Regions from separate parts of the Mus musculus genome. Here regions 1, 2, 3, 5, 6 and 7 are each linked to region 4. A link is a contact called in public HiCAR-type, HiChIP or PLAC-seq and promoter capture Hi-C data. All regions are on one chromosome and are shown on one strand. The core of a region is the stretch at or near the end of the contact, and the rest is flanking DNA. Distances in the headings are between cores, read along the strand shown. Region 1 has its middle 79 kb from the start of Lpar1. Region 2 holds the start of Ptpn3 (protein tyrosine phosphatase, non-receptor type 3). Region 3 holds the start of Epb41l4b (erythrocyte membrane protein band 4.1 like 4b). Region 4 holds the start of Txn1 (thioredoxin 1). Region 5 overlaps Ecpas (Ecm29 proteasome adaptor and scaffold). Region 6 has its middle 66 kb from the start of Olfr267. Region 7 holds the start of Zkscan16 (zinc finger with KRAB and SCAN domains 16).

Region 1 (4,228 bases), core at 1,147-3,646, 680 kb before region 4:
TTTGCCAATGCAACCCCAATGCTGCATATTTTAAGTGCTTTACCAAGTTTGATCCAGTTATTTGAATAGAATGATAAACTTCTATTCTTCAAGCATTTCTGTGCTGATATTTTTCTTCCCACCTTGTCTGGTGTGTTGTTACGCTGTCCTTCTCTCTGTTGTTTAGCTTGGGAAGCAAGGCTCTTCCCATAGTCTCGCTGAGGTTTCCTTGCTTCCTAGATTCCAGTGGGCTTAATTATTGGAGATAAGGTGTGCTGTGCTGTGCTGTGCCGTGCCGTGCCGTGCCGTGCTGTGTATGTATGAGACACACACACACACACACACACACACACACACAGACACAGACACAGAGAAAGACAAGCACAGGGACACACACACACACACACACACACAGAGAGAGAGAGAGAGAGAGAGAGAGAGAGAGAGAGAGAACAGAATATTTACTCTTACTCTTTATCCTCCTTGTTCCAATGAGACATCTCTGGATACAGCAATTAATCTATAAATGTAGTTCCATATTAGTGACTCGGGGCACAATAGTACCTGTCCTGGGTAGGACTCCTATTTCTGAGAAGAAACACCACGAAATAAAACAACTTGGGAGGGAAGGGTTTATTTGGTTTTCACTTCCACATTGCCATTCATTGCTGAAAGAAGTCAGAACAGAAACTCTAACAGGTCAGGAATCTGGAGGCAGGAGCTGATGCAGAGACCATAGAGAAGTGCTGCTTACTGGCTTGCTTCTCATGGTTTATTCAGCTGCTTTCTTATAGACCCCAGGGCCACCAGCCCAGTGCTGTCCTTACTCATCAGGCAGGACTCTCTCCCATTAATCACCGATTAAGAAATGTCCAACAAGGTCGCCTACAGTAATGGAGGCATTTTCTCAATTAAGGCTCCCTCCTGTCTGTCAGATGACTCTATCTTGTATCAAGTTGACATAAAACCAGCCAGCGCTGTAACTGTTTCTTTCACATCGTTCATGCTCACAGACTTGTAGGAGATTCTGTTAATGATACTCCCTAGGTACCTCAACCACTACTCATGCACTTGTGAGCGATGCTTTTACTAAAGTTCTTCATCTGTCAGGATGGGGACTGCTAATTGGTAACAGTGGTTGCTCTCTCAAATCCAACTCTGAAGATGAGAATTCCTGGGCAAAATTTCTCTCTGATTTAATGAAAATGCCTTCTTGGCTGAGACAGTGATAAGCTCCAATGGCATGCAGTGACATCACAATGACTGGTGCATCCTTGACATCTCTGGCTGACACTGTTACTCAAAATATAATATTCATTTTTTCAAAGTTATATATTTATTTTTGCTGCATATGAATTGATGGGTTTTTTTTTTGTCTGCATGCATGTCTGTGTGAGGGTGCCAGATCTCCTGGAACTGGAGTTACAATTTCGAGCTGCCGTGTGCTGGGATTAACCTGGGTCCTCTAGAAGAGCAACCAGTGCTTTTAACCACTAAGACATCTGTTCAGCGCCATATAATATTTCTTACTAGAGCATACTATCCCCTAATGTTTGATATAAAATTATCAATCTAGAACACCTATTATTTTGTTTAATTCTCACTAGAAGTCACAATCAAGAGCAGCTTCTGTCCCCTTGGCAAGGAGAACGGCACTGTTTCAGTCTCTTGATCTTTGCGATCACACAGCCTGGAGGGACTCCTTGGCTCTCTTGATTTGCCAAAGGCATCAAACTAATTTATTGCGTGTGGACACTATGCTAATCTGATGTTTTTAAAAGTGCCCTTTAGTTGTGCATGCCAAATGACGAGAGACAAACCATTTAGCCAGAAGCTCTGGGAATTGAAAAACACTGAATTGCTGATAGATATGTGGATGAACCTTATGGAGTAGCCCAAGAGTACAAAGAAATGTGTGTTCCATTTAGCTAAACCAATGATAGAAGACCCTACCATCAATCAGGTGGACAAGATGGCTGTCCTATGGAAGCCACATAATCTCTTTTACTCAAATAAATGTTTTGTTGTTGTTTGACTTGCTTATTTATTTTTATGGCCATATTGGTAACAATGGAGATTATCTGTGGTCCCAGCTGTGTGGATTTTCTCTTACCAAAGCTAATTTGTGAGTTAAAATGGTTGTTTACCCTAACAATATGGCAGGATTTGACAAGGTGACCTGCCATCACCATCAGATAAGAGGCAGCTATTTATCTTCAAGGAAATGCATGCAAATTCCCCACACGGTTGTGCCCCATCATAACAGCACAGATTTTATATACTTCCCTATCCATTGTTATGGTAGTTTACAAATATCTTGTAAACAAGGACTAGTGGAAGAAATACACTAGAGAGCATAGGCCCTAGAAATCCACTGATGTAACTTATATTTCATCATCTCTTCAAGCAGGGAGCAGCCTGTTGAAGGATCTGGGCATCCACATTTATACACTTGGATGTTATCCTGTAGGGTGCAACATATGCTTCCGATCAGCCCAGATATTTATTACGTCACGTGATTCTTTGGGGACTTTAAAACATCTGGTCTCTATTTCTCTCAGAACTCTTAGATCTGGTTTGTTCTAGGCCACCCCCTTAGCTGGCTTGAGCATTTTTCTGCAACTCGCATTCATGCAGACACAAAGACCTTGTATCTAAAGTACTTCCATTACTATAAACTTGTCACAAGAAACAGCAACATCTTGCTAGAGGTTTTCAGTAGTTTGATCAAAGCAATGCAAACACTTTTCAATGCCCTGCTAATGGTGGTGTCTGCTTTCCCTCTTTGTTTCATTAGAATGGATATACATTCATGAATATTTTAAAATTAATTTTGAAGTATTTTTCATTACTGTGAGTTGTCTTATTAGGCCCAATTTATGTTTTTACCTTTAATTAAAATTCATGTGGTATTAATATTGTAACCATGTTTTCATTTTGCTAGTATTGCTGTGATATATTTGCCTTTATCTTTTTAAAAATGTATGTGTGTGTGTGTGAGAGAGAGATGAGACGTGTGAGCATATGAGAATGTGTGCATGTTTTTACGTGTGTGCCAGTGGTCAGAGGATAACCCTTGAATGTGGGTCCTTGCTTTTCTACTTTGTTGGAATCAGGGAATCTCGTTACTTCTGTATAAGCCAGGCTAGCCCATGAACATGGACCTTTTGTGGGGGTTCTGAGGGTCTGAGCTTAGGTTGTCCAGCTTGTGTGATAACCTTTACTTAATCCTCCTCCCCCTCTGTTAAAAATTATTTTTAAACGTAGATTTTCAATGCAGCCCAGTGTTGAGATCAATTTGACTTACCTATTCAGAATATTTTGTAATTTTTCATTATGAATTTTGTAGAAATGGGACATAGCTAGACTTCATTTTCTGACATACCCAAGAGAGTTTTTGTTTCCTAGAGGTGGTGACTGAATTTATTTTGATGCATTTTAAGATGTTCTGGAATTTTTGCACTTTTTCCTGTCCCTGTATTTTCTGCCTTTTCTCTATGGACTATAAAGTCTTTGCTTTTATCCTCCATAGTGATTTGTAATTTTATAATAGTTTTCAAAATCACCATTCAGCTTCATTATCAGAGAGTGGGGTGTGTTGTGACAGTGTGTACCCTCTGATTACCAGCGAGCAGGATATGTTGTGATTGTGTGTACCCTCTGATTATCAGAGAGTGGGTACTCTCTGATTATCAGAGAGCAGAGTGTGTTGTGATAGTGTGTACCCCTGATTATCAGAGAATGGGATGTGTTGTAACGTGTATACTCTCTGATTATCAGAGAGTGGGGTGTGCTGTGACAGTGTGTACCCTCACCCATTATTTTGCTTCTTTCTTGTCTCATGATAGCTTTTGTATAAAAATACAAAATACAAATCTAATATTTTTTTTCAGAAAAAACTTGTCGATGTTGTATTATTTAAGCCTTTATAGCCTTAGAAATAAAGTGTAAAGTTCTCGCCTTTTCTTCTAATGCCAATTTGCCTGTAAATATCTGGCTAAAATCACTAATTGGTGGCATTTTAGTAGGTAATGAGCATCTACTAAGTCCTCATATGAATGGATGTGAAGAGCCTAAAAACATGGAGAAAGAGGGGAGAGTAGTGATTTGACTACACTCAAATATATAATCCCTATAGGCTCATATATTTGAATACTCAGTTTCCAGAGAATGGCACTGTTTGAAAGGATTAGAAGGATGGGGAAGTTCTCAGCTACTGCTCCAACATCTTACTGCATACTACCATGCT
Region 2 (4,031 bases), core at 502-3,001, 660 kb after region 4:
ACTGTGTTCAGTCAGCTGTCTCTGAATTTCAAGTCTTCCCACCATGCTTGGGGGAGGAGGGTGACCCAGTACTCCCTGCAGGGAAGTAGAAGACTGACGGCCAGGTGGGACTCAGTGGGCAGCTTCGCCAATCCCTCTGGGGGTTCTTCCTTCCGGACGCTGGGCTCCCATGGCTCCGAGCATGCCCAGTGCTCTCCCCGCCACTCCGAAAAGTGCTGCCCTGGCGCCCGAGCTCCAGGTTTTGCGTGCGATCCTAGGCGGGGCCAGGACAGTGCAACCCCTAGGACTCCGGGCTCTGTAGGAATTCCCCGGACGCGAGGTTCTGGCGGCGCCTGCAGCGGTGCACTACCTTGGGACAGAGACCGGGATCTAAGCCAGGAAGTCAGGCACGGCTGAGGGTCTCGTGGTGACATGGGAACAAAAGGTTCTCGGGATATCTAGCACCCAGGTCCGACCATAGAATCCTAACCATCTCTCCATCCTTTTGTTATCATATTCATTCAACAAAACGTTTTTAGTTCTTACTGGAAGCCAAGCGTCGTTTAGAGGCTGGGTCTCTTGAGAGGCGGAGTTACCGAGCTGACACAGAGGGGAGGTACTCCTTAAGGGGGAAATCTAAGTCGCGAGAGACAGCCGGCAACATACTCCAGCAGCCCCTCCGCTCGCCCTTCCGTTTCACGGGCACAAAGCTTGCGCTCGTTTTGTTTTGAGGTTTTTTTGTTTTTGTTTTTGTTTTGTTTTTGCACCGGCTTTATCGTCCCAAGAAAGCTTCCTTGTTTAGCTGCGTGACTGAATGGTATTTGTCACCTGATCTGGTTGTTCCACCAGCTCTCACCGGGCCACCCCCTATCTTTCTTGCCTGGCTCCTTTCCCCTGTTCTTAGAATTTATCACCTAATACCCTGCGTTGTTTACGGACCTGTTGTTTGTTGCGAGAAAGTCCCTTCTAAACTCCCAACAAGGGGCAGAGATTTTGTCTATATATTAAGTGTGAAGAACGTAAGTAACTGTTGAATGGATAAGTGATACATGCTTGGAGTGCGGTAATGGACTTGGAGAGGGAGCAAGAGGTCAGGGCTAATTTAGAAAGGTAGCCAGAAAGGTCTCTCCTACAAGAGGCACCTGAATGGTGAGAGGGCTCGAAACACCAGCAAAGCAGGGCAAAAGACGTCCTACCTCGAGGGAAAGGCAGTGTAAAGGTCTCCAGGCGGGTCAAGTTCAGAGGGTATGATGGGGAGGAAGGTGCAGTCGGAGCGCAGGAAGACAGGTGTGGGAGGAGGCGGAAGAGGCCGGCTGGAACGCCCGCCACTAGGGGCCCTATAGGCTTTGGGAAGGGCTAACCTGCCTGGTGTCCTAGGACCAGCAAAGGAGCCCTGCGACCCCCAACTCAGCCACGGAGCCGCTGGAGTCAGCGAGACCCCCAACTCAGCCACGAAGCCACCGCGCAAGGCTCGCTGTCATTTCAGATTCGTTGAGCGCCAAGCCCTTGCCATTCTTAGGCATGCAATCCGGGAAAGCCAGGCACACAGTAGGTGTTCAATAAATGCTAAAAGCACGAATGGCTGCGTGCGTGAGCCAGGGGACCTGGAGGTCTGCGGGAGTTTGGCAGGTGGTCTGCGGAGGCCAGTGGCAGCGTCCCACGAGTTTGCCCCGGGCCCGCCCCTGTCCCGGGTCCCCCGCCCCGCGCGCGGGCCCGTCGCGGCCACAGCCGGGCCGGCGGGAGCCGCCCGCGGGCTGCACTGGGCATGCTCAGACGGCGGCCAGGTCGCGGCGCGAGCGAGCTTCAGTGCCGCCCGCCCGCGCGACCTACCTGGGCGCCCCGCGCCCCCGGATGCTGCAGGTATGGGAGACTGGGTCCTCTGCGGGGAGGGTCGGAGCGCGGGCTGCTGCGATCGCGGACACGCGGGGCTTACCCAACCCCCACCCGGTCCGGGGCTCGGCGGACACGCGGGAGGACTAGCGGTTGAGCTGGTAGCCCCAGGTCTCCGCGCCACGTCGGGCATCCGGGGGGCGCAGGCCCGGATCACCTGGCGGGGCTGGGGCGGGGCGCGGGCGTGGGCGGCAAAAGGCTGGGCGTTCTGGACGCAGCGGCGCGGGCGTGGGCGTGCGCTCCAGTCTGGCCGAGCCCTGGGCTTGGCGCCGAGGTATCCGCAGCCCGGCAGAGGGGGCGCACCGCTGCGGGGATCCAGCTCTCCGCGGTCCCCGAAGCTCAGCCACCCGGGGCGAATTCCCCTTCAGATTGCAAAGATGGCATTTCCTGGGCCTGGCACGAACTCCAGTGCCAAACCAATCCGCCCCGTTCCGCGGGCGACCGGGGTGGCTTCTCTGGTAACTTGCGGTGTGACACTGCTGCGTTGTGCAGGGAGAGAGCGCGCCCGGAAACCCCCGCCCCCGGTTGCTGCCTCCTAAACTTATTACGAACTTGAGGGTTGCCTTTAAAAAATTCATGAGAAGTTAAGATAACTTGACACCTGGGTGTTCCGTGAAGGTACAGGGAACTTGTGGTTGGGAAACTCTAGACCTAGGTTCAAGTTGGGCTCTTCCCCTTGGCCAGCTGGTGACCTTGGACGAGTCGTTTAACCTCTCTGATCCTCCATTTCCTCCACTGCACGCAGGCAGCAATAATGCCCACCTCGCCTGGTTGGTGGTGGATTAAGTAGGATAAATGGTGTGGAGGTGTTTGGCTCCGTGCCCGGCATAAAGCAAGCGAGCAGTTGGCGTGATGTGATTTTAATTCAGTTAGAGACCCTCATGGCTCCCATTTTGTCAGGAAGGTAGAATTAGGCAGTCATTTTCTGGGTCTGTGTTTGTGCCCAGGAGAACGTCTGCTGAGGCTTTGAAAAAAGCAACTCCACAGAGCGGTGGTGAGCTGCTCTTGTTTAATGGCAGTCTTTGTGAGTTCCGAAACTCCAGAAGTTGACACTCGGGCCTCACAGAAAGAACTATTTTTGCAAGATGATCCATCTTGCAAATGTCGAAGCGGATGAATTGGAAATCCTGGTTGGGAAAAAGATGCATATTCTGCAAAGCTCTCATGCTTAACCTTATGTTTTTGGATTGGGGAGCGGGGGTCTCTTAGCTTCTCACAGCGGGTTTGATCGTTCTTTGTGGTGGCTGCTCCTTGTGCATTACAGAGTGCCCAAAAGCCTCTGCTCAGTAGGTTCCAGTAGCAGCCTGCTTCCGACCGTGCCTACCAGGAATGCCTCTATATAGTGTCTGGGTTGAAGTGCCTCACCACCTCCACCCCTCCCCCACCCCACCCCCCGTGTCGTCCCTCTTTCCCCTTTTAGTAGAATTAACTGAGTGAGATAGCCTCCGCCTTCTGTGTAACCTAGGCTAAATGAGGATTTCATCTGGACTTTTGTTTTCTTTTTTTTCAATGATAATATCGAACCTTTGCAGTCACCTTGCAGAGCTGTGCTAGGTATGTGGACTATCTCATTTCAGTTTTACAGGTCTCCCTCTGAGACTGGTGTCACGATCCCATTTTATAGAGGAAGACATTGAGGCTCTGAGCAGGCAACTGTACCGTCCTGGGTATGACTGGGATGGAGGAAACCATGCTTCTGGTTCTGGGGGCAGAGCTTTTTCTTCTGGATAAGACTGCCATGTGTGTCTTACACAGATGTCTTTCCCGATGATTAAATCAAGATCTAGATTGTATTGGAAAACGGAAGCCTTCCTGAGATTGACTAGTTGAAAATTAACAATGGTAAGCTATTTTCTGACTGAGAGTAGGCCATTCTAGTTAAATATTCTAGTATATGAGCGCTCCCATAAATCCCAGCACACAGTTAATGGAATACCAGTCTGCCGAGAATTAGAATAGAATAAAACATGCCTATTACTCTATATTGATCTGTGTTGTCCCTGGTGATTTGTCTCATCCACAGACTAGTGTATGCAAATTAGACCTGAGTGGCAGACTGGAGGTTACTGAGGGCATTTAGAAGAGCTGAGGCATGTCTATGAGCAGATGTTTCTGTTTGCAGATGCAGGGCTGTGGGTAGGCAAACATGGTGAATAAGCCAA
Region 3 (3,778 bases), core at 343-2,842, 810 kb after region 4:
GAATGAGTCCTACATTCACCCCCTGTCTTCTCTGTGTGCTTTGCTGAGGTCACTGCTTCCCCAACTCTTTCTTAAACTGTCATTTGCTTGCCAACCATGTTACAAGCTCCACCAGTAGCTCTGGAGCCCAATGAGTCTGTATGTCAGTCTCTTAAGCTCTCCAAAGCTCAGTTTCCTCCTTTGTATGATCCAGGTAATAACCTGTACGCTAACAGGCTAAATTAAGACATATGGAAAGGGCTTACCGTAATGTCTGGCACAAAATTAGGGCCTGATAAACAGTAGTGTTATTCTCCCCAAAGGCCTGGCCTCCTTTCAGCTTCATTTCCCACATTCCTTTCTGCAACACAGGACAACTCACTTGTCTGTGGGCAAACCCTGAACCTGTGGGCATTGATTGTTAGCAATTCGCTGTCTCCAGTTTGCTCCATGTGCCCTATGCAATTCATTCTTATGTTCTGCTTCGCTTCCCAGGAGTCTGTCCAACCTTGACCAACCTTCTCAGTAGCAATAGCTTATGCAGGACCTTTCCTTAATTCTGGGCATGGGCGAGGTCCTTGAAGCAGGGTGTCTCCAAAGGAGTATGGAAAAGTACTTCCCCTCCTCGCAGGCCTCAATTTTCTTGTTTGGAACGGGTCCGTTGGACTGGCAGGTTAAAGCTCCAGCCAGGGTTGAGATTTTAAGCAGATAGAATTTCATTAAGTGGCAGGGACCTTCTAGGTCGCCTACTCCACTTCTGCAGAAGGAGAAACTGAGTACGGTTGGTGTTTTGTTTTTGTTTTTGTTTTTCTTCCAGAAAGAGCCGTGTTTTTCTTTGCCCTAGGGGTAAGACTTCCCTGGAAGGAGACAGTCTTATTTTCTTCATCTGGTCAAGCAGGAGGAACTCTTGGACTTCTAGGGGGTCCTGCGCGCCCGGAAACACGTGTGTGCTCACCTACGTGTACGCACGTGAGCGCACCTACAGCAGCAGGGGGCGCTCGGGCCGGCAGGGGGCAGCACAAGCCCGGCGCAGCCCCGGGGGAGGAGGGCGTGCTGCAGTGCCGGCGGCGGCGGCTGGAGGTGCAGCCCTCCCAGGTGGGAGGCGGGGGCTGCGGGCGCAGGAAAAGGCGCCCCGGGAGCGGGCGCTCGGCGGGGGCCTCCTCGGGCCGGGCGCGGCGCGAGTGGGAGCGAGCGCGCCGGGAGCACGCAGGCGCTTTGCTCCGGCTGGCCCTCGGCCGGCGCGCGGCGCGGGAGCAGCCCGCAGCCGGGTCCCCCCGCGGCGCTCTTCGCGGGGCAGCGGCCACGCAGCAGCCGGCACCGACCGACCGCCCCAAGCGCGCGGCAGCGACAGCGGCGACAGCAGCGGGACGGTCCCCCGGGCCGCCTGTGCGCGTTCTCTCCCGCGCGGCTACTCTCGGCGGGCGCTGGCCCGGCCGACGCGTCCCGCGGGCGGCCGGAGCGCGGCGGCGGCCTCGGCTGGGGCGGGAGCGAGCCCCGGGCCGCAGCCCGCGGGAGGCGGCGCGGCGCGGCGGGCACTGACGGCGGCGCCGGGCGCTCCCGGGCGGCGGCGCGGCGGCAGCGCAGGGGGCGGAGGCAGGGGGCGCCCCCGGCCAGGATGCTGCGGTTCCTGCGCCGGACCTTTGGCCGCCGCTCCATGCAGCGCTACGCGCGGGGCGCGGCGGGGCGCGGGGCCGCCGGGCTGGGGGACGAGCGCGACGGGGGGCCGCGAGGGGGCCCGGCTGCCGCCGCCAGCTCCTCGGTGCTGCCCGCCGCGCCCGGGGGCAGCGTATTCCCGGCCGGCGGCGGGCCCCTGCTCACCGGCGGCGCGGCTGTGCACATCTCCGCCTCGGGAGCTGCCAAGGCCACCCTTTACTGCCGTGTCTTCCTGCTCGACGGAACCGAAGTGAGCGTGGACCTGCCGGTGAGTGACGCGGCGCGTGCGGGGCACTAGCAGCCTGCTCTGCTTGGGTCAGAACCCCCTGTCCCAGTCTTTCTTTCTCTCTGGGAAGCTACCCGGGCTGTTTTTTGGGGACCCCTCCCCCATCTTCTGCCAATCTTCCCCAGCCATGAACCCTCCCAGACCACCAGCCCGGGTATGCTCTGGGGCCCAGTCTTTGGCACCTTGCAACCGCAGGGTTGCGGCGCCCTTCTTTGGCGACCACCTAGGATTTTTGTGCCTCACTCCTACCCCATGCTATCCCATGCACACGTCCCTACGTCCCCTCCCCTTGGCGCAGGTGGCTGGCATTCCCTGCCAATGTTGGCCTTCGGCTGCTGGATTGAGTAGAATTTTTCAAGCGACGCAGGGCTGTTCCGGGGTATCCCGCTTTGGGTATCAGGCCTTGGTGGAGAAGAAATCCTTGCCTGCTGCTCAGCAGGTGCCCCAAGTTTGGGAAGAGGCTTAGGGAACAGTTTTGCCGCTCTGCCTTCTCCCGATTCCCCGTGGATGGCCCCCATAGGGAGCCTATCCCAAAGTGCTCCCTGGCTCACAACCTCGCAGGGAGTGGAGCGACTTGGGAGCCAACTCAGGCCAGGTCCGCTTTGAACGGAGAGATAAGCCTTGGCGTGCTGGGAGTTGGCCCCGGTCCCCTCTGGACTGGCCTACCCACTCTCTCCCACACCCGGCAGTTTGCGTGGTTCGTTCAGGGCATCCCGGGGTGGCAGCACCAGGGCCTGCGTCCGGTTCACACACCCACAGGTGGTTGCACCCGGGCCCAGTTCCAGTGGCAAGCTAGGCCAGCGCCAGTGTCTCCGACAGGGAGTCCAGCCGCCAAAAGAGCCTTTTTGGCCGAAGGGGCCAGTCAGATCCTATCAAACGCTGCACTAACGGGCGCCCACTGCGCTGCGGCAGACGGTGCCTTCGGGAATCTTTGGGCATGACTGAAGACACCGCAGTAATTGAGCTTTAGATGAGTTACAGATTGTCCGGAGTGTTTAGGCCTCCGGACAGTCTGTAACTGGGTGGTAGGAATTCGTTGGATTTAAGGAGAGAACACTTAACCTGTAAGGGTTTCAGATGGGAAAAATCAGCCTCGCTAGCCTAGGCTCTAATGCTGCTTCCTGTGGGTTAATTTGGAGACAGCTTCAATTTATGGTAGTTTCATTTTTGTGGTTCCTGTGCTCTATAGGAGAGCATTTTGTCACAAAAATATCCTCGCGAGGCCTTTTCATAGAAAAGGTGCCAACATTCCCCAGCCCAAAGCTGTTGTCTTTTAAAAAGCATGCATGTCACCGCTCCCCAAGAATGAGGCTCGCCAGCTCTGATGCAGAGAGGCAGCCTGCGAGTCGGGGAGCAGAGGCTAGGTGAGTGGGCAGCTTGGGTTGAGAGAGGCTGTGGCGCAGTTTGCATCTGGCAGAGGAATGATACCCCCGGGAACTTTGTCGGTGCTCCCTGCCTGGTAGTTTTCGTGGCTGTTCCCCAGGGATAATTGGCTTATAAAATGTATTGCTACTGTCAGGTTTGTGCGACAGGCTTAAGTGGTGTTTCTGAGATGAAAAATTGCAAACGGAGTAAAGTGCCTGTGTGCTAAAGAGATCCAAACAGGTACACAAACGAACAGGTTGGGAAGCTGACTGACTGCAGCTGGTGGGGTCGTGGGGGATGGGAAGAGTGGCCTCCTAAAAGGCTTCTCCCCCCCCCCCTTTTTTTTTATAAAAGGGCACAGAAGAATTCCTCCATCTCGGGTTTCCTTCAGATGGTAGATCTTTTTGATGTTTTTTTAAAAAAAATGTGTGATTTAATGAACCTCAAGTTTTATCTATAAAAACAGACATATGACCATGTCCATAGACAAATAAA
Region 4 (4,220 bases), core at 1,680-4,179:
TCTACCCCGCTCTATGTTACTTTCTGATTCAGTTTATGTCACTTCCCATTTACCTTCAACCCAACTGTACTGCTAGACAAGTTTTTAAATTTCACTTATGCTGGACTCTTGATAAAAACCTCAAGGTCAAGGTTGATCCAACTGTAATGGACCTGACGGGCTGTTTTGCCAAATCCAGATTCCAATGCTCTCTGTCTTAAAAGGCCATGCTTCTCTGAGTCTATCTCAGAGTGGCTGAGGACTCTGCTGTGTCACCTAGCTCCCTTACTGTGCCGTGAAACCTGAGAATCACGAGAGGAAGACCAGTTCCACAATTTTTGAGCCAAATTTGAAGCAAGCTTTAATTAAATGTTGGCCAGGAGGATAGACTCTGGCCAGGACCATTCTGAGATTCCCAGAATACAGCAAGGAGTTCCCTTTGCAGAGGCATAAAAAAGCAAACCCATAAGACCACCATATTTCCCAACAGGTTCAATCTGGAGCAAGCATATTTCCTGCAGAGAAACTGAAGCCTGGGCTGCCTTTCGGTGAGAGAAACATCCCACCAGACACCGACAATTAAGATAGATGGTGTTCCTGTAATGGATAGCTTTAGGACCCGGAAATTTGTTCCTATTTAAATCCATTTGAGCTAGATTTCGTTGCAAATGGGAATAATGGAGTCAATTCCTCAAAGGAAAGACTTCACATCCTCCCCTCTTGCCCCGAATTGGTCTGAACAAATGAATTCTCCATTTCTGGTCTCACAAAATTCCTCTGCACACCACTGTCCAAACAGAATTGTCACTTCCTTACAATTAAAATTCTAAGGACCATTTTCCATGCCGCTATACACAGGGATCTTGCTGAAGGACAGGTTCAGCTCACATCTTTCCACTGTTCAGGAGAAAAAAACAAACAAACAAACATCCCTTTTCCTCTGAGACTCATGTTACAGCATCTGTGGTTTTTAGTTTGGTTTTGTTTTCTTTTTTGCCAACTTCCTGATTACTCAAGACTAACACCTGTTTTATAGTCGCCCCATCCACCCCAGCTCTCTGCCCTCGTCTCAGACAGATGCCGTTCAGTATAACAGCCTGTCGCTGTTCACGTGGTCGGTTCACAGGGTGCTAAGCAGTGGACACATTTCTCAGCTCGTTACACATACAGTATTGTAACTCAAACCTTCAGCATACGGTGGTATTATTTTCATTTCGCAAGGGAACCTGGGGCACAGAAAAGCTAAATAAACTGCCCTAGAGAGACAGAGCTACTTAAGTGGGGATGCAGACAGGAGAGCTGGCAGAGCTGTGAAGAATCTTAACACTCACTCTAACCTCCCAGTTCTTCATTCTCTTATTGTCGATATCCCCCACATTTACCCATGTGTATTGGTACTGTACAGGTGCCAGGGAGTCATGCCTTCCTAGCAGAATCAGTGGACATCTGAGGGTCTGTGGAGAGGTGCCAGCTAAGGGAGGAACCCTTCCAAGTTCTACAGGTCAGTGTTTGACTACCAAAAAGCCAGAAACCTGGAATGTAGCTGGACTGAAAAGACCCGACAGCTGCAAAGAGAATTAATAGATTCTGCTCATCTGCCTGGGGTTCCTCTCTGCCTCAGCTGTCCTAAAGGGAAGGCTACTGCCTTTGGGGCAGCATCCACCCGCAGTCTAGGGCTATGTTCAGAACACTCCCTCTTGTCTACATCCTCACTCATTACTTGAATTCCTCAGCCCTTCAAAAACATCGCACAACTGGTTCTGGTATTTTAAATGTTTTGAACAAGGGAAGCCAGTGGGTAGGGGTAGGGTGGCTGAGACACAGTTTCATTAGCCTCCCGTGCTTCACCTCGATGTAGATTTATCTAGATCGGCTCTCCAAATGCAGGCTTGGTGAGTTCCTCCCAGGATGCTGGCTCTGTCCAGTCTCCACCTCAGCTGCTTCACCAGAACATACAGCGGCACTCTTGGGGCTGCACAAAGCCACCTTAAGAATCTTAGCTTCTTCCACCATGCCCTGTCCTCCTGAACATCACCTCAGTTATCATTGAAGAAGACTCTTCCTGGCGTCCTCTCCCAAGGCGGAAAAATCTCCTCAAAGCCTATACTGTCATTGTAAATACAAGGCAGCCAAACTCAGCAAGGCCCCACAAGGCACCACGCAAGCTTAATTAGCGCTCGCGATGACTATAATTAGAATAATTCATTGAGTGCTTCCTTATGGGCCAAACGCTGTCCTCAGTCAGTTTTCAAGCCCTTAAATCCTTCAAGACAATGCTGGGAGCTAGACTATCCGATCTCTATCATGCCTACATGTGCATGGGGCACAGAACAGGGCTCTAAACGGCTCTGTGCCTCTCCCAGTAGCAGGTTCACCTGTTAAAGTTAAGGAATAGGAGAGAGAGAGGAGAAAGAAGCGGCAAAGAACTACCCAGAAAGTTGGCGAGGACGCGCACTGAGACACTTCCTGGTCATCGTTACTCAGCACTTTGAGTCGAACTGCAGCATGGCCGCCCTAGTCTAAGGATACACCTCTGCCTGGGCAGTCCTAGGGACTGTCCCCAGCCCCAATCTGGAAGTATCTGACTTAGGTCTAGTTTGGGGCATGGGCAGTGTGATTACAGAAGGACTCTACGGTGTGAGAGAGGACCGTGATCTACCCCGGCGCTGTTCGCTGTTAAAGTGCCCTTGAGGCAGCTGGAAGTTGGCTCTTAGGGGTAGCTGCCGCGCGGCGTCTGGAGCCTGGAAAAACCCGAAGCTGCTCCAGGAGCCTGTGCTAGCTCCGCCCCTTATAAACTAAGGTTCTTGTTCGGCAGCTTAGAGTGGGGCGGGGAAGCCAGGAGTGAGGCCAGCGCTAGGACAGTCCCCAGGCTGCACTAGTAGCCGACTCTGGCTCCGCCCCCTGGAAAACCGCCCCACCTCTTGGGGGCGTGGTCTAGGCGCGGCCTGCCCAGGCGCCTTGGCGGACGCGGGAGGCGGGAAGCGCGTCCCCGCCGCGCGTGCCCGTCCGCCCCGCCCTGCTGCGCTCCGCCCTATTTCTATAAAGAGAAGGCGGGCGCCGCACTCGGTTGCAAGCTCCGTTGGGCGCCTTGGATCCATTTCCATCTGGTTCTGCTGAGACGCGTGTGGCTCCCTCCCCGCAACAGCCAAAATGGTGAAGCTGATCGAGAGCAAGGTACGCATGCCCGGGCGCCGCGCACATCCCGCGGTGCTGAAGAGGACACTCTCGGTGTCCCCGCGGGCTTAGCGGCCCAGGGCCTGTGTGCGCCCTCGGCGGTGGAGCATGCCCTGGGGGAGGGGACGAGGGGACCCTGGAACGCCGGGTACGGGAGATGCACTCGTGGGCAGCACCTGAGTCCCCGGAGCTGCACTCCCTACCGCCAGCCCAAATCTGGCGGAGGTGAAGAGATGGACCGGGGTCCTCCTGTGACACTCCCCCCTTCCCGTGCCCCAACTGAATCAGGATTTAGGATCTCTAGGAAAAGATGGAGAGCCGCCACTTCTCGAGTACGCGGTGCCACACGCCGCGCGGGTGTGTTGTACTGCTGGGCTCGGCCTTAGTTTCCCTCCATCAGTGACCTGCCGCCTAGAGGACACAGGCCAGGTCGGTGCATGAGGGTGGGTCTCGGGTCCCAGTTAAGTACCCTCGGATCGGTACCCCAGGTGACTACTAAGGAGAAAGGTCCAGGCCGCGCCCGAGAGACTCCTCCTCCTGCGTCGCAGGGCGTGTTTCCGGCAGCTCTGGCTTTGGAATGACTCAGTCCCCAAAGTCTGGCCCCGGGGCCTCGCAACCTTAAGGTTTCAGTGATTGACCCTCCATAAGTGGGCTTTGCTGGAACCAGGGCTCTCCCCCAGGGAGTAGTCAAGTACAAAGTCCTGCCCTTTGGGAAAAGAAAAATAATACCCAAGGGAAAAACTGTTACCATATTCGAAAGTTACTGAGAACCAAAATATCCTCCAGATTGGGAAACCCAGAGCCTGTTACACTGTAACTATTCGGGGAATATTTATAAAATGAAAAGTGAAAGGAGGTTGGGGGTGGAAATTGATGTGTGAAAGACTGGCTCACCCTTAAACTAGGAAATCCGTGGAAGACAGGTCCGCGCCCTCCAGTTTTGAGCACCTGGTTGGGTCTCAGTACAAAAGTTGGCTCACCCACTACCAGCCATATTAGTCCCAGCACCCAGTTGGATCCTTATCTGTTTAAACTGACCTACTTATGGAACCTTTGCCATTCCAATA
Region 5 (4,106 bases), core at 890-3,389, 940 kb before region 4:
GATAATTAAAAATATGCTGTAGCTTTAGATTAGTAATTGATTTGTTATATGGTGAGACATGGTCTAGATATTTTCAGCTTCCTTTCCAATCTCAGCTTCTCCTTAAGCTTCTACTTCTGTGTTGGGTACTGAGCTGAGTTTTTACATATGCTAGGCAGATGCACTGCCACTAAGCTGCAGTCCAGAGCTCCTCATTTATATTCTGAAATTTACTTTCATATTCATAAAACTTGATGTTTTTGTTAGAAAATTATATAAAAATAGACTTATTACTTGGAAATAGCCTTTTTTTGGTGGCTCACACAAAACCATTTATGCTCTTGAATTAATAATTAAACAAATGGCAGGCAGTATGCTTTTTTTTTCTTTGCATACTCTATGAGGAGTATTGTAACAAGCAGGTTGTCCTGAAAAGGTCTCCCTTTCCCATTCTTTTGTGTAATGATATGACTTGGAAATATATCTTTACAATCTTTTTTCTTACATGGATATATAATAGTTGGCACTGCTGAGCTAGAAACTGTTTTTGTGTGTGTGTATGTATGTGTGTGTGTATGTGTGTGTGTGTATGTGTGTGTATGTGTGTGTGTATGTATGTGTGTGTGTGTGTGTATGTATGTATGTGTGTGTGTGTGAGAGACACTTTAAGGTTGTTCTTAAGGTTTTGGCACTTTCCCTTAGACCAAATACTCTTATTTTATTCTTTTGCATTTAAGATTCTTTAAAAGTTCTGTGATTAAGATTCTTTCCTTATTCTTGAAATAGAAATTATTTTAATTGTTCTGTACTTTTTAAATAAAGAAATTTATTTTTATTGAATATTTAAAGATACAAAGAAACACCAGTGATACATTTTCTTCCCCCTTTTATACACATATACACTTATAAATAAAATTTTGGCGTGTATGTAATATTTTTAAAACAAAAATGTTTCAAGTAAAAACAAAAGAATATTATGAAGAAATTATGGAGAACTGTCCTGAACAGTATACATATTGCATTTAGAAACTTTATATAAGTGCCTTGTGCATGCCTATCTTTCTGATTTGTTTTCTTGCCATGATCTTAAGATGTTTCCAACATAATGCTATTTATTGTTTGTGTAAATATAACTCTTGTTTTTATCACTTTTGACCCTGCTATATTTAATCCATTCTCCTGTTGGCTGAGTTTTGGTTACTTTCAGTTTCCACTCTTACTAAAACCCTGTGACAATGAATGGTTTTATGCACATGTCCTTGTGCTTAGCTCTTCTCAGGAGAAAGCTCCTCCCACCCCCAAGATCATGCTGTATAAAGTGCCATACCTATCTGCCTGCCTGCCTGCCTATCTTTTCTTTTTCTTTCCTTCCTTCTTGATTTTCTTTGGATTTAGGGACAGCATATTTGGAGCTTACTACACTGGCTTCAAATTTGAGGCAGCTCTCTGGAGTCCTTTAAGTGTGAGTACCTAGCTTAGTTCTCTAAAGTATTTCTATTCAGGTTTTTGTAGTTAAAAACGTAGGAGATATTTGTAATGTACTCCTCTTTTCCTTTTTACTTTACAGAACTAGTTTTTAAAAATATTTTGTTGGTATTTTATGCTTTGTGCTAAATGTTTCATTGAGAGTGTTTCAATTTTTCATTTTCAGATTTTCATTTAAAGCTTAAAATACCTTAGTTTTTAATTCATGTTATTAATTTACACAAAAGTGATTTTTATGATATTTATTTCTGGTTGTTTTCTCTATTCTCTTTCAATTTGTTGATTTGTCCCTCTTAAATACTTTTATTATATATACTCTTAATGATTGTAACTTTATAATAAGTCTTACAATATAGTAGAGTGACTCACTTTTTGTGGGACTTATTGGTTATCTTTGTTTGATATTCCATATTATTTCTATTCACATTTCACCTGAATTTTATAATTATCTTTTCAACTTTCATGAATTCTTTTCTATAGAAAATATTTGATTTTGTTATATTGTACTATTTTTATAATGCTGGGTTTATTTGTGGACATTTTTACTGCTTACCAGATAATTTTTACTCTTCTGGTACAAAAAAAGTCTGGGTGGACTTTGGTTAGGGACATGGCGTGGTGTGTGTAAAAGGCATTGAGAGTAGTTAACCTGTTTGTAGAGCAGAAGGCTTGAGGTTATGGAGCCAGGCAGCCAAGTTTCACTGGAGGTGGCCCTCCGAGCTGAGTGCTGAGCAGAGAAGAGCCTTCCTACTGAGCTTTGGATGACGAATTCTGTGGAAGTTAATGTCAGTGTTTAAACTGTGGAGACTTCGGCATCTCAATCACAGAGTCAACCAACCTGTTCCATCTGACACAGAAATCTGAATATTTCTAGTCTCCTTATTCTAGTCATTAGAATTAAGTTATAGTTTAGAGTACTATTTTTTTCTATAAAGAACTTTGACATGTTTTGTAGGATTCACTTCCAGGTTTTATACCTTTTTTTTGTTGCTGTTGAACAAAAGCACAAATGTTAATATTTCCATTCTCGCGTATCTAAGTTGGCTTCTTTACTCTGACCTGTATGCAACATGAACTTCTTGCTCCACATACTCTTCTCATAGCTATTATATAAGCTATGAAATACTGCCAGTTAAAAAAAATCCTGTTTATTTACTGCATTTTCATGAACCTCAGTTCAGTTTTTTAGAATAGTGTGTACTTTTTGTGTTGTCCAGGTTTTGCACGCAATATCATATTTGCTTTAGATTTTACAGAGATATATTTTGTCAGAGTGGTAATTTCCTTCTATGCTGGTTGCTTTCAAATCTACATTTATAAACTCTGCTCTGTGATACTGGTGGTTTCTGTATTTTCCAGACTCCTCTACGGATTAGTTTCCTGTTTTAAGGCTCCCCTTTCCTAGAGTTTAGGAAGAACCCAGGGGCTTGTTTATATTACGCACAGACTCCATCACTGACTGCCTTTAGCTTTTCATCTTTAGATTTATGACTCACCAGAAATTTATCTTCTTTCATGTTTGGTGTGATGAAGTAGGAGTTACAGTTTGTTTTCCCATAGTACAATGCAATTGTTAGTGCAGTTCGCTGAAATAACAATATTTACTTACTCATTTCATTCATAACTTTGTTTTAAAGCAGGTGACTTGTACAAGTTTACCTCTTAAGGACTTTTTGTATTTTTTCAACTGGTCTGTTTTTGTACCACATTGTACTTTTAATTATTGGAGTTTTTGGCAAGGTTTGAAATCTTGTCATATAAATTGTTTTTCCTCTTTGGCATCAAGAGGATGATAAATACTGGCATTTTTTTCTCTGACTTTTTCTTTTTTAATCTTCCAGGTCATCCTTTGCAAATCTTAGTCCTTTGTAGAAATGGTATAATCAGGCTTTTACTTAGTATTCTTTAAATACTTTTGAGTTGATATTGGATAGTATTTTCTGTAGATCAGTTTGAGGATAATTGACATGTTGTTAGTATAAATTGTAACTCTTATCTGAGAGGCTTAGAAACAGATAGGATGTTTGATTTTTGTTTTTAGATTAAAAAACTTCATGTATTTATAATGTGGTAGCTTATGGATGAGACCCAAGTCTTCCATTTACTTATACAATAGGCTTAATAACCGTGTATTTTGACTGTAATCCATGTTAGTTCAAGTGTAGCATCAGTAGTCTTAGAGTGTGGATTTCAGATTTTAAACTATTAGATGAAGAGATTTGTTTTATTGTGATCCATGATTATTGTATACCCTTTCAGTTTTCCTCAGTTTCTTACAGCACAGTACATTTTGGTTTTCTGCTTAGATGTCTTGCATAATTTCCTCTTATTTTCTATGTACTTGTCACTAAAAAGAATTTTCTCAAGTTAGATAAATTGACACAGTCTTGCCCTACAACTCAACCTGGCCTTGAATACATGTTCTATTGCCCTAGCCTCCTGTGTGCTGCAATTGCTAGTATGTGCTATGTGCCTGGATCACAAATTCTATTTTTTAATGATTTGTTATTGGTATGTAGACAATCAACTGATTGTTATATATTGTTATTCTAGTAATATATCTGTAGATTAATTTTTATTTTCTGTGTGCTAATATAATCTTCAGATAATGAAAATATTTTTTCTAATCTAGTGTATGTTAT
Region 6 (4,329 bases), core at 264-2,763, 760 kb before region 4:
ATAATAGAGTAAAAGAAAAAGCAAAAGGAGCCGGGCGTGGTGGCGCACGCCTTTAATCCCAGCACTCGGGAGGCAGATGCAGGTGGATTTCTGAGTTCGAGGCCAGCCTGGTCTACAGAGTGAGTTCCAGGACAGCCAGGGCTATACAGAGAAACCCTGTCTCGAGAAAAAAACAAAAAACAAAAAACAAAAAAAAAAAACCAAAAAACCAAAAACCGAGAAGAAGAAAAAGCAAAAGAAATACTACAGACTCTAAGACGCACATATTCACACACAAAGAAGACCCATAAAAACAAAATTGGACACTATAATATATAAGCAAAAGATCTGTAAGGTTAAATTAAAAAGCCCAAAGAAAGAATTATGAGACAAAAATTCTCCAAAAAGTACCATGGAGTTCATTTTGTGTTAGCTGTTTACTTTTGGTGGGTTTGAGCCTGCCCATAAGTGTGGTTTGTAGACCCAGCGAGACTCTGTTGGAGAGAAATAACTTTTCCTTTGTAAGCAATTAGCTATTGGAGATAGCTTCTGGGTTAGGGATGGGAGTTGTGTCGATTTCCCCTCTCAGCACTGGGATCCCATCTGGCACAGGCCGATGCAGGCTTTGTGCATGCGGCCGTGGTCTACCATGGTCTCTGTGAGTTCTTATGGGCACCAGCCTTGTTGTGTCTGGAAGGCCTTTTTTCTTGGTGTTCTCCGTCCTCTTGGCTCTTATACTCTTTCTGCCTCCTCTTGCAAGGGCTCCCTTTACTTGGGTGATGTCTGTCTGCGGCACCTCCACGCCATGCATGTGTTCCCGGTGGGAGGAAGAAGCAGAAGTATCACAGCGTTTCTTCTCACACGTGTGTGGCTGGGGACGTGTGTCACGGCCATTCTCACTGGACAGCAGAGAGATCAAGCCTTTCTCAGATGCCCATTTTTAATCACATTGTTGAATTATTACTATTAAGTTCTGAGTTCCTTGTATATTCTGGGTATTGAACGGCTGTTTTGATATAGAGGAAAAAAAAGAGGTGTGGCTCCAAGTGGATAGTTCTCAACTTTCCCATGATCTCCATGTTTGTCTTCCCCAATTTAATGTTTTTTCCCCAAATTTCCTCCATGCTAGCCCACCATACAGTGCAGTAGTATAGTGTAAGGCAGGAATGGCTTCTTGAATTGTATGGGCATCTTTTTTGTTTAGTAACCTTGCTTGCTTCCTTCTTCCTTTATTATGGTCTGTTTTAGGGAGGGAAAATGTATGAGCAAGTATGGATGTCTCTAGATATCCAGAGTGTCCCTGTGCCCCGTGCTCCTGTGTCCCTGTACCCCTGTGCCCCTGGTTTCTCTGTATTCCTGTATGCTTTTGGGGCCTCCGGGTCTTCAGGGCCTTGTTTTACTTGCTCGGAGCATGCCCCACGGAGCCTTCTCACTTGTTTCCTGGTTTTTTTCTTCACATGCTCAGAACTGTTCCTTGGTATTTTGGGGCCACTCCAGAACATTTAGTGGCTTTTTCCATTCCTTTTGTGTTTCTCAATGGCCACAGCAGGTTCACAGTCACAGCGCTGCTGTGGAGAAGGTCAGAGAATGCTAATGGGACATTTAGCAGTCAGTGTTCCTGTGTGGCTTTTTGTTGAAAATAACGTTGAAGCGACCGAAGGAGAAAATGCAATTTTAACTTAATGTAGAAAGAGTGTTAGGGGATTTATGTGAGTCATTAACAGATATTCTTGATAGATATAATCTCCCTTCCTTAAACATTGCCTCAGGGATGAGTTCTGCCCATTAAAACATGGATCATGGATGTTACCTACTACTTTTGTAACACATAAGATAAAATTTTAATATGCCCAGAGGACTAGTTTCCAGAGAATCAAACAAAAAAGTTTTCTTGATGATACTAAAATTTTGTTTTGAGATTTGTATATTACAGAATATATAGCCTTGGTGAGTCTCATCATCAGACATGCTAAACCGACCTGCTTGAACTCCTGATCTTTTGGACTTTCAGCCGGATCCAGTCAGGACACTAAAACAATCGTTGGTGTGGCCTTCCAACTCCTCCATTTTCCCTACCCTCCACCACCCCCTTTCAAAGATACTTCAATGCCCATATTCATGTTGAAGAAGTTATGAAGAGTCGTTGTCCCAGTTCCCTGGGCTTTGGGGCTGGAGGTGATTACTCTAAAGTTGCCTTTCTGGGGTATTTAGAAATGGTCATAATTGGAACAAGGAGGAATAGCTAGAATTTATTGTATAGCGATAATCTCATTTGGTAGAAATATTTACAATAGTTACTAAGTTGAAGTCATAATTTCTTATTTTGGTACAGAATTTATTTTAATGCAAAATCAAGGTTTTCATTGGTATATTTCTTCTATTGATACAAAAGTTTTAAAAATACAAGACTTAGACCCAGTCCTCCTAATAACTGTTATTATAAATTGATCTGAGATGTTTAAGTCTCTGAGTTAAGGGTCAAATAGCAAATTCATGGCTCTGAGTTTATTGTTAGGGTGTTTTCAGATAATTTAATTAGAAATAGCTGAGAGTAGTTAATGGACAACAGTTGTGGATAGCCCTGTGGCCAATTATATTTGATGTTAACTCCATTCTCCTGTGAGTGACTGCGAACAAGGATTGAGTCAGCACTCAGTGATTTCCTGTAAACCTGCTCCCTACCTTAATTTGTAAAATAGAGGAGAGCTGATGATTGGGCAGAGAAAAGGGAAGGTGGAGCAGAAGGTGAGGGAGAAGAAGGAGAAAATGGAAGAGGGAGAGGACGAAGAGGAGGAGGAAGAAGAAGAAAAGTGAAGCAGAAGTACATGGCCTGGAGAAACCTTGAGTTCTAAGGGGTCTCATAGATGTGGAAGATGGTAGTGTAGTGATAGATCTGCCCAATCTAGGCACACAGCATGTATTCACATTAATTGAGTTGTGTTTTCATTGCCGGGGCATATTTCGGATGGAGAGATTTACCGCAACAGACAACCGTCCAGATTACTTTACATAGATAGTTGGTTTTCAAAAAACGTCAGAAAGCCACAGGATGTGGCATTTAATGTTATTTATTCTTTTGTTGTTGAGACATATCTGCTCCTAGCAGCTCCCCTTTTGTGGATTCAAAGAAGAAATTGAGCATCTCTACCTCCAGGTGAGGCTGTACATTGTGCCTAGGTGGCCACTGGGCAGAAAGTGCCTATCTCTCCTGTAGACCTCTCCCGATCTTGAGAGGACACAAGTTACAGGTTAGGACAGCTTAGTTCTGCTGAGACAGAATAGGCTAGTCCTTAATATTCCTCTAAGGTCTGTCAGATAGATGATCCTGGGCCAGAAGGCTAAAGGCTGATGCTCCAACTTCCTGACTTACTGGAGCTGTATAAGTGGGCAGCTGTGTCTACCATTTGTCTCAGTTCTGGAAGCTGTGTTAGGCGTTCTATATTTTCAGATAACGTTGGCTGTTCTCAAATTTCTGACGGGGTTGAAAGACTAGTTAGAGTCTCATAGCCAACCCAGGCTATTTAACCTTGAGAAAATTTATTTGAGAAGATTGTTTTCAGATAGTATACAAGCTAAAACCAGGACACAACTTATGGATTTATAAGTCTTTTAAGTTAGGACAGATGACAGAATGTTCTATTTAATTGACAAAAATGATGGACTTGGGTGGTAGGTCTATCTTGTACTTTATAAATTACAAATTGGTAATAGTTGTGCTCAATTTATATCTGAGATAAAGAAGTCTTTTAATTGGGCAAAAAATGGGGAAGTGCTGTGGATGGCCCTGGTGATGCTTGTATCGTGATGCTAATTCAGCTTTCCCAGGAGGACCTAGGAATGAGTCACATACTTAAGTGACTTCTTGTGAACCTTCCTCAAATGAATAAAGTAACCAATCACTGGGAGAGTAGGCGGGATATATATATATATTCATCTTGTGAGTCCTGCTCCTGTAGCTTACCCTGACTAAAACAGTTAGTATACCCAATTTCATTACGCTATTTTGATTGTTTTTATTCTGAATGGCTGCCCATCCCCTTACACTCTTTGCACCCCTTTCCCCCACTCTTTCATGTTACCTGCAGTCATTACCCCCTTCTCTACCTTTAATGCTCCCTTTCTGCTTTTATAACCCATACCCACACTCATACCACAGCTATGGAAATGTAAAATGTAGTGTCCTGTATGAGGGAATGTGCTATATATATATAGTCCTAAATCTGAGCTAACTCACTTAATATAATAATTTCCAGATCCATCCATTTTCTTACAATTTCATTTTTCTCTCTGCTTCTCTTTGGCTCAATAAAATTTCTTTTATTTAATGTGGTAATGTGTACATGTACCACA
Region 7 (4,131 bases), core at 974-3,473, 990 kb before region 4:
CTAAAAGAAGACTCTTTATGGAATAAAAACTGAAGAGTTAAATAAAGATAATTAAATATACTCTGGCCGGGTAGTGGTGGCGCACGTCTTTAATCCCAGCACTTGGGAGGCAGAGGCAGGCAAATTTCTGAGTTCCAGGCCAGCCTGGTCTATAGAGTGAGTTCCAGGACAGCCAGGGCTAGACAGAGAAACCCTGTCTCAGAAAAACAAAACAAAACAAATAAATATATTCTGCAAGCAGACAGTTACTTCAGAATTAATACTACTCACATACAAAATGAATGGAAGATCTCCCTGGTTCCAAGTGATTCGGGCACAAACCTATTTAACAGGTCCTGTCCTCTTTCAACAAACACATTTCCTACCAGTCACTCAACTCTGAAACCTGATTTCATATTCTACTACCAAATTTCTCCTCCCTAGTCTTACTTTTCATATAGTAAATAACACACTAGACTCTCTCTACCTTAACATTTATTTTATGCGTCTGAGTGTTTTGCCTGCCTGTGTGCATGTGTACCACAAGTGTGCCTGGTGCCCATGGAGGTCAGGGGGTGGCATTGGCTCCCTGGAGCTGAAGATACAGAAGGCTGTGAGCTGCCATGTCTGAGATCGGAACTGGATCTGAGTCCTCTGGAAGAGCAACAGGTGCTCTGAACCTTAGAGCTTCTCTTGTAAGTCTAGTTGTCTTCAATCCACTCTTGAGCTGTAGCCAAAGGATTTCTCCTAATTCTCAAAAGCCGATCCTGTCATTTCCCTGCCTGGAAGCCCTTAACAGGGTCCACCAAGACCAAGTTCAAAGCAGAGGGCACAAAGAATAATCTTAAGATTTGCCTGGATACCTCATAGATCGACACTGCAGCCATACAGAAACCACACACAAAAAACCACACACAGAAATACCACACACAAACTCTCTCTGTCTTTTACACCAGCGAGATTCCCGCCCCCTCATCACTTGGAATGATGCCTTCCTACTCCTAACAATCCTTTGCTCATTCTTCCCAACAGGGCTCCTGGGTCTCAGGGGTGAAGAGCATTGCGGCTTTAGCAGAGGAACCCATAATCAATTCTATTCCTGTCACCTATATAGCAGCCCACAACCATCTGTAACTCCAGTTTCAGGGAATCCAACACTCTCTTTTCTGACAATCGCACAGTGCAGATATACATGCAGGCAAAACACTCATAAACACAAAATAAAACCAGGGCTGGATACTGCTCAGTGATAGAACACTTGCCTAGCATGTGGTTTCAACCCTCATTAACCCCCACCCCCACCCCCACCCCACCAGCGGTTGGGGGAACCTCACAGGAACCATATCAAAAACAAAAGCTCCGACTCTTCTCTGTTGACAGGCCACCACCATCGAGTGAAATTCCTTTTGATCTCTAAATGATCTTTTGCACACAGCCTAGCCTGTGCTGCTTGCATTCATTCATACCATAAATGACTGGGATCTATAAAGATGGGAATGGGCACTGTGGGGACAGGCCTGTAGAGATCACTTACATCTCAGAAATAGGACCCGAGATGTACCACTATTTGGCAGGATATACTAGCCTCTTATTGCAATTAACATAGCATTAACCATCCACCTCAGGACCCGACACCCAGCACGCGAGATGTCATTTATTTCTTTGCTAACCATCAGGCGCCCACCATGTCACCTGGCACCCCTTTGGGTACCTGGGACTCCGCAGTGACTGAGACATGCGCAGCTGCTTCAACAGAGGCTCTGTGAAAATGTGACGCAGGTACTGGTTCCCAACGCGTAGGAGAAAGTCAGCGGCAATTTACCCCACAGGTGTCAGCTGGCAAAGCCTGGAGACCTCCAGCTTATTAGGAACGCGGAGGAAGGACGATCCAGGTTTCTGATTGATACAGCCAGAGACGCTGTTCAACATCTAATAAAAGGATCAAACGCATACACATACATTCACGCGAGCAGACACACCAAAGAATTATATGGCTCAAAATACCAATGGTGGCGAAGTTTTCAAGACTTGAGCACAGGGTGGTATGGAAGGACGGGAAGGCGCGGTGCTGCTGAAGTGCACGCCCCCGCAGCTGCAGCTGCAGCGCAGCGCGCCTGGTGCGAGGGACGCTCTGGGTCCCAATCCGCCCAAGGCGTGCGCTCGGAGCCCACAACCCGCGCAGCCCCGAACCGAACGGCGGAAAGCACCAATACCTGCACCAGCATCCGCAGCCAGCTGCACCGCAATAAGCGTTCAGAACCTTGTCCCGCAGCAGCTGCGCGCGCAAGACTTCGGGACCCACTGCGCCTGCGCAAAGGCTAGGAACTACGATTCCCGGGGTCCGCTGGCCTGGATTTCAGAAACTCCAGTGCTTTCCATAGGCTATTATCTGGCCTGTTGCGCATGGTCACAGAAAAGCGTCTGGGGGGCTCAGCTGCTAAATTATTGCTGCGCCAGAGGCTTAGAGGCCTAGAACACACTTAGGTTTTTAGATCTAAGCAGTCCGGCATCCACAGTAACCTTAAATCTTCCTCAGCTTCTCCCAGCACCACTGTTCATTAGAATGCAAAGTTGCAAAAAATCCACTGAGGAAACATTAGGGATGCCTTTAATGTAAACCATAAGTAACACAGCAAAAACACTATACAAATGTCATCCTCTGGCTTCCACACCTGCCACCATGGTCCAAGGGCAAGCACCCTACACAAAGCTTTGCCTGCACTGTTGCAATAGCTTCTTCGTTTCCCCCCTTGTCCATCACTTATACCATGTCTAGGCAGATTATGTCCCTCCCAAGGAAGGACTGCTCAAAACGCTAGTATCTTAGTTACTTGCTCTTTTACTGTGATAAAATACCCTGACAAAGGCAACCAAGGAGGAAAGGGATTTATTTCAGCTCGCAGCTCAAGGTACGGTCCTCATGGCAGGGAAGTCAAGGCGTCAGGAGCCTGAGGCAGCTGGTCACGTGGCATCCACAACCATGAAGCAATGAGCTGTGGATGCATGCTGGTGCTCATGTCCCTTTCTCTACTTATACAATCTAGGATTTCCTGCCCGGGAAATGGTGCCACCCACAGCAGGCAATCAAGATAATCCCACATAGGCATGCCCATAGGCATGTCTACCAAGTGATTCTAGAGGTGGTTTAACTGATAATGGAAGATAGAGCCGTGGCATCCCAGTATCCCAGAGATGATAGTAGTACTGGAATGTGGAGACATACAGCAGCCATTGATGGGCAGGAGCAAGTTAACACAAGTGAGGCAGATCACATTTAGTAAAGATGACCACATCAGCATCTATATCTACTCTAGAAGATTGTCCTACAAGTATACTGCTGATGTAACTCCTTTGAGAGCAGTTTCTAGATTTTTGAAATTAGGGTGACGGCTCTTAGCTCATAAAGTCCAGAAATGGGCCGAGGGTGCTGTTTAATGGTACTGCAGCTGCCAAAGAGCATGAAGTTTGCTTCTGCGTTTGCTTCAGATGGAGGGTGGGGTGTTCATTTGAATGTTTAAAAGCAGGATCCATCCATCATACAACCCAAGTTTTTTTGTTTTGTTTTGTTTGTTTTTATTATTTTTAAAAGATTTTATTTATTTATTTTCTTACTTATTATATATATATATATATATATATATATATATATATATATATGATGAGTGCACTGTAGCTGTCTTCAGACACACCAGAAGAGGGCATTGGATCCCATTGCAGATGGTTGTGAACCACCATGTGGTTGCTGGGAATTGAACTCAGGACCTCTGGAAGAGCAGTCAGTGCTCTTATCCACTGAGCCATCTCTCCAGCCCTTGTTTTTAACTTATAACAAAGTGGAATTGTTATTATCTCCATACCCTGAATTTTAAATTCTCCTAACTAGAACAGATAGTGTGTACTCTTTATATAAAGATGGCTTCTTTCATTCACTATTATGCCTATGACATCTGTCAAAATTGTTGCTTATGGTTATGAACTAGCTGATCTCATTGCTGCATGGCATTCCCCTGTGATTAGTTATTTACATTAGTTTCCTGTTTATACAGCTCATAACTCAGCACCTGTTCTGCTACATGGATAGGGAAGGAAGTACATATGTATGCTTATGTGTGTCTTTGTAAAGGGCTGACTGGTTTTCTAAAGCCCTTCTAG

What was found. Promoter capture Hi-C pulls out the DNA fragments that hold promoters and counts their contacts. HiCAR-type assays count read pairs that join an accessible place to other places. HiChIP or PLAC-seq counts read pairs in DNA pulled down with a chosen protein or histone mark.
Region 1: an H3K4me3 HiChIP or PLAC-seq map of embryonic limb bud shows a contact between it and region 4, with 4 times the contacts expected there. The contact joins the enhancer-like site here to the promoter of Txn1 in region 4. A contact is called at or near these places in 4 of 115 datasets of contacts at active chromatin or transcription factors (the NIH/3T3 cell line, bone marrow-derived macrophages, embryonic limb bud and 1 more).
Region 2: an H3K27ac HiChIP or PLAC-seq map of bone marrow-derived dendritic cells shows a contact between it and region 4, with 5 times the contacts expected there. The contact joins the promoter of Ptpn3 here to the promoter of Txn1 in region 4. A contact is called at or near these places in 3 of 39 promoter capture datasets (the 3T3-L1 cell line, cranial neural crest and liver), 4 of 484 Hi-C or Micro-C datasets (Th1 cells, embryonic stem cells and uterus), 7 of 115 datasets of contacts at active chromatin or transcription factors (the NIH/3T3 cell line, bone marrow-derived dendritic cells, effector CD8 T cells and 4 more) and 1 of 9 other capture datasets (adipose tissue).
Region 3: a contact with region 4 is called in an H3K27ac HiChIP or PLAC-seq map of thymic regulatory T cells, with 7 times the contacts expected there. The contact joins the promoter of Epb41l4b here to the promoter of Txn1 in region 4. A contact is called at or near these places in 3 of 39 promoter capture datasets (liver and pre-B cells) and 1 of 115 datasets of contacts at active chromatin or transcription factors (thymic regulatory T cells).
Region 5: a promoter capture Hi-C map of liver shows a contact between it and region 4, with 4 times the contacts expected there. The contact joins the enhancer-like site here to the promoter of Txn1 in region 4. A contact is called at or near these places in 5 of 39 promoter capture datasets (cranial neural crest, liver, maxillary cranial neural crest and 2 more), 1 of 484 Hi-C or Micro-C datasets (muscle stem cells) and 8 of 115 datasets of contacts at active chromatin or transcription factors (the NIH/3T3 cell line, astrocytes, bone marrow-derived dendritic cells and 4 more).
Region 6: a contact with region 4 is called in an H3K4me3 HiChIP or PLAC-seq map of embryonic stem cells, with 4 times the contacts expected there. The contact joins the enhancer-like site here to the promoter of Txn1 in region 4. A contact is called at or near these places in 5 of 39 promoter capture datasets (the 3T3-L1 cell line, HPC-7-derived erythroid cells, hippocampal neurons and 1 more) and 10 of 115 datasets of contacts at active chromatin or transcription factors (astrocytes, bone marrow-derived dendritic cells, embryonic forebrain and 4 more).
Region 7: a contact with region 4 is called in a HiCAR-type map of astrocytes, with 3 times the contacts expected there. The contact joins the promoter of Zkscan16 here to the promoter of Txn1 in region 4. A contact is called at or near these places in 4 of 39 promoter capture datasets (the 3T3-L1 cell line, hippocampal neurons, liver and 1 more) and 4 of 115 datasets of contacts at active chromatin or transcription factors (the NIH/3T3 cell line, astrocytes, epiblast stem cells and 1 more).

The regions. Positions count from the first base shown.
Region 1 is chr4:58,629,874-58,634,101 of GRCm38.p6, reverse strand. No RefSeq gene overlaps it. Among named protein-coding and RNA genes, the nearest start is that of Lpar1, 79 kb to the right of the region's middle. Within about 2 kb of position 2,396, at least 13 of the 459 cell types and tissues checked have an H3K27ac peak or open chromatin away from gene starts, as enhancers often do. A contact at or near this core is called in embryonic limb bud, where this site is marked.
Region 2 is chr4:57,298,089-57,302,119 of GRCm38.p6, reverse strand. Ptpn3 (protein tyrosine phosphatase, non-receptor type 3) reads left to right here and starts at 1,751. Exons shown (of 26, transcript NM_001384115.1): 1 at 1,751-1,839. It overlaps Gm12536 (a long non-coding RNA gene), which reads right to left and starts at 2,381. Exons shown (of 3, transcript XR_003955208.1): 1 at 1,810-2,381; 2 at 1-349.
Region 3 is chr4:57,140,970-57,144,747 of GRCm38.p6, reverse strand. Epb41l4b (erythrocyte membrane protein band 4.1 like 4b) reads left to right here and starts at 1,592. Exons shown (of 25, transcript NM_001355492.1): 1 at 1,592-1,900. The coding sequence starts at 1,595. LOC108168956 reads left to right here and starts at 97. Exons shown (of 2, transcript XM_017320489.1): 1 at 97-142; 2 at 757-1,490. The coding sequence starts at 97. The coding sequence ends at 1,490.
Region 4 is chr4:57,955,120-57,959,339 of GRCm38.p6, reverse strand. It overlaps Txn1 (thioredoxin 1), which reads left to right and starts at 2,929. Exons shown (of 5, transcript NM_011660.3): 1 at 2,929-3,153. The coding sequence starts at 3,130. Gm35344 (a long non-coding RNA gene) reads right to left here and starts at 2,897. Exons shown (of 3, transcript XR_881303.3): 1 at 1,828-2,897.
Region 5 is chr4:58,895,659-58,899,764 of GRCm38.p6, reverse strand. All of the region lies in intron 1 of Ecpas (Ecm29 proteasome adaptor and scaffold), which reads left to right. Among named protein-coding and RNA genes, the nearest start is that of Ecpas, 15 kb to the left of the region's middle. Within about 2 kb of position 2,139, at least 22 of the 459 cell types and tissues checked have an H3K27ac peak or open chromatin away from gene starts, as enhancers often do. A contact at or near this core is called in liver, where this site is marked.
Region 6 is chr4:58,718,020-58,722,348 of GRCm38.p6, reverse strand. No RefSeq gene overlaps it. Among named protein-coding and RNA genes, the nearest start is that of Olfr267, 66 kb to the left of the region's middle. Within about 2 kb of position 1,513, at least 17 of the 459 cell types and tissues checked have an H3K27ac peak or open chromatin away from gene starts, as enhancers often do. A contact at or near this core is called in astrocytes and embryonic stem cells, where this site is marked.
Region 7 is chr4:58,941,720-58,945,850 of GRCm38.p6, reverse strand. Zkscan16 (zinc finger with KRAB and SCAN domains 16) reads right to left here and starts at 2,223. Exons shown (of 6, transcript NM_001099323.3): 1 at 2,193-2,223.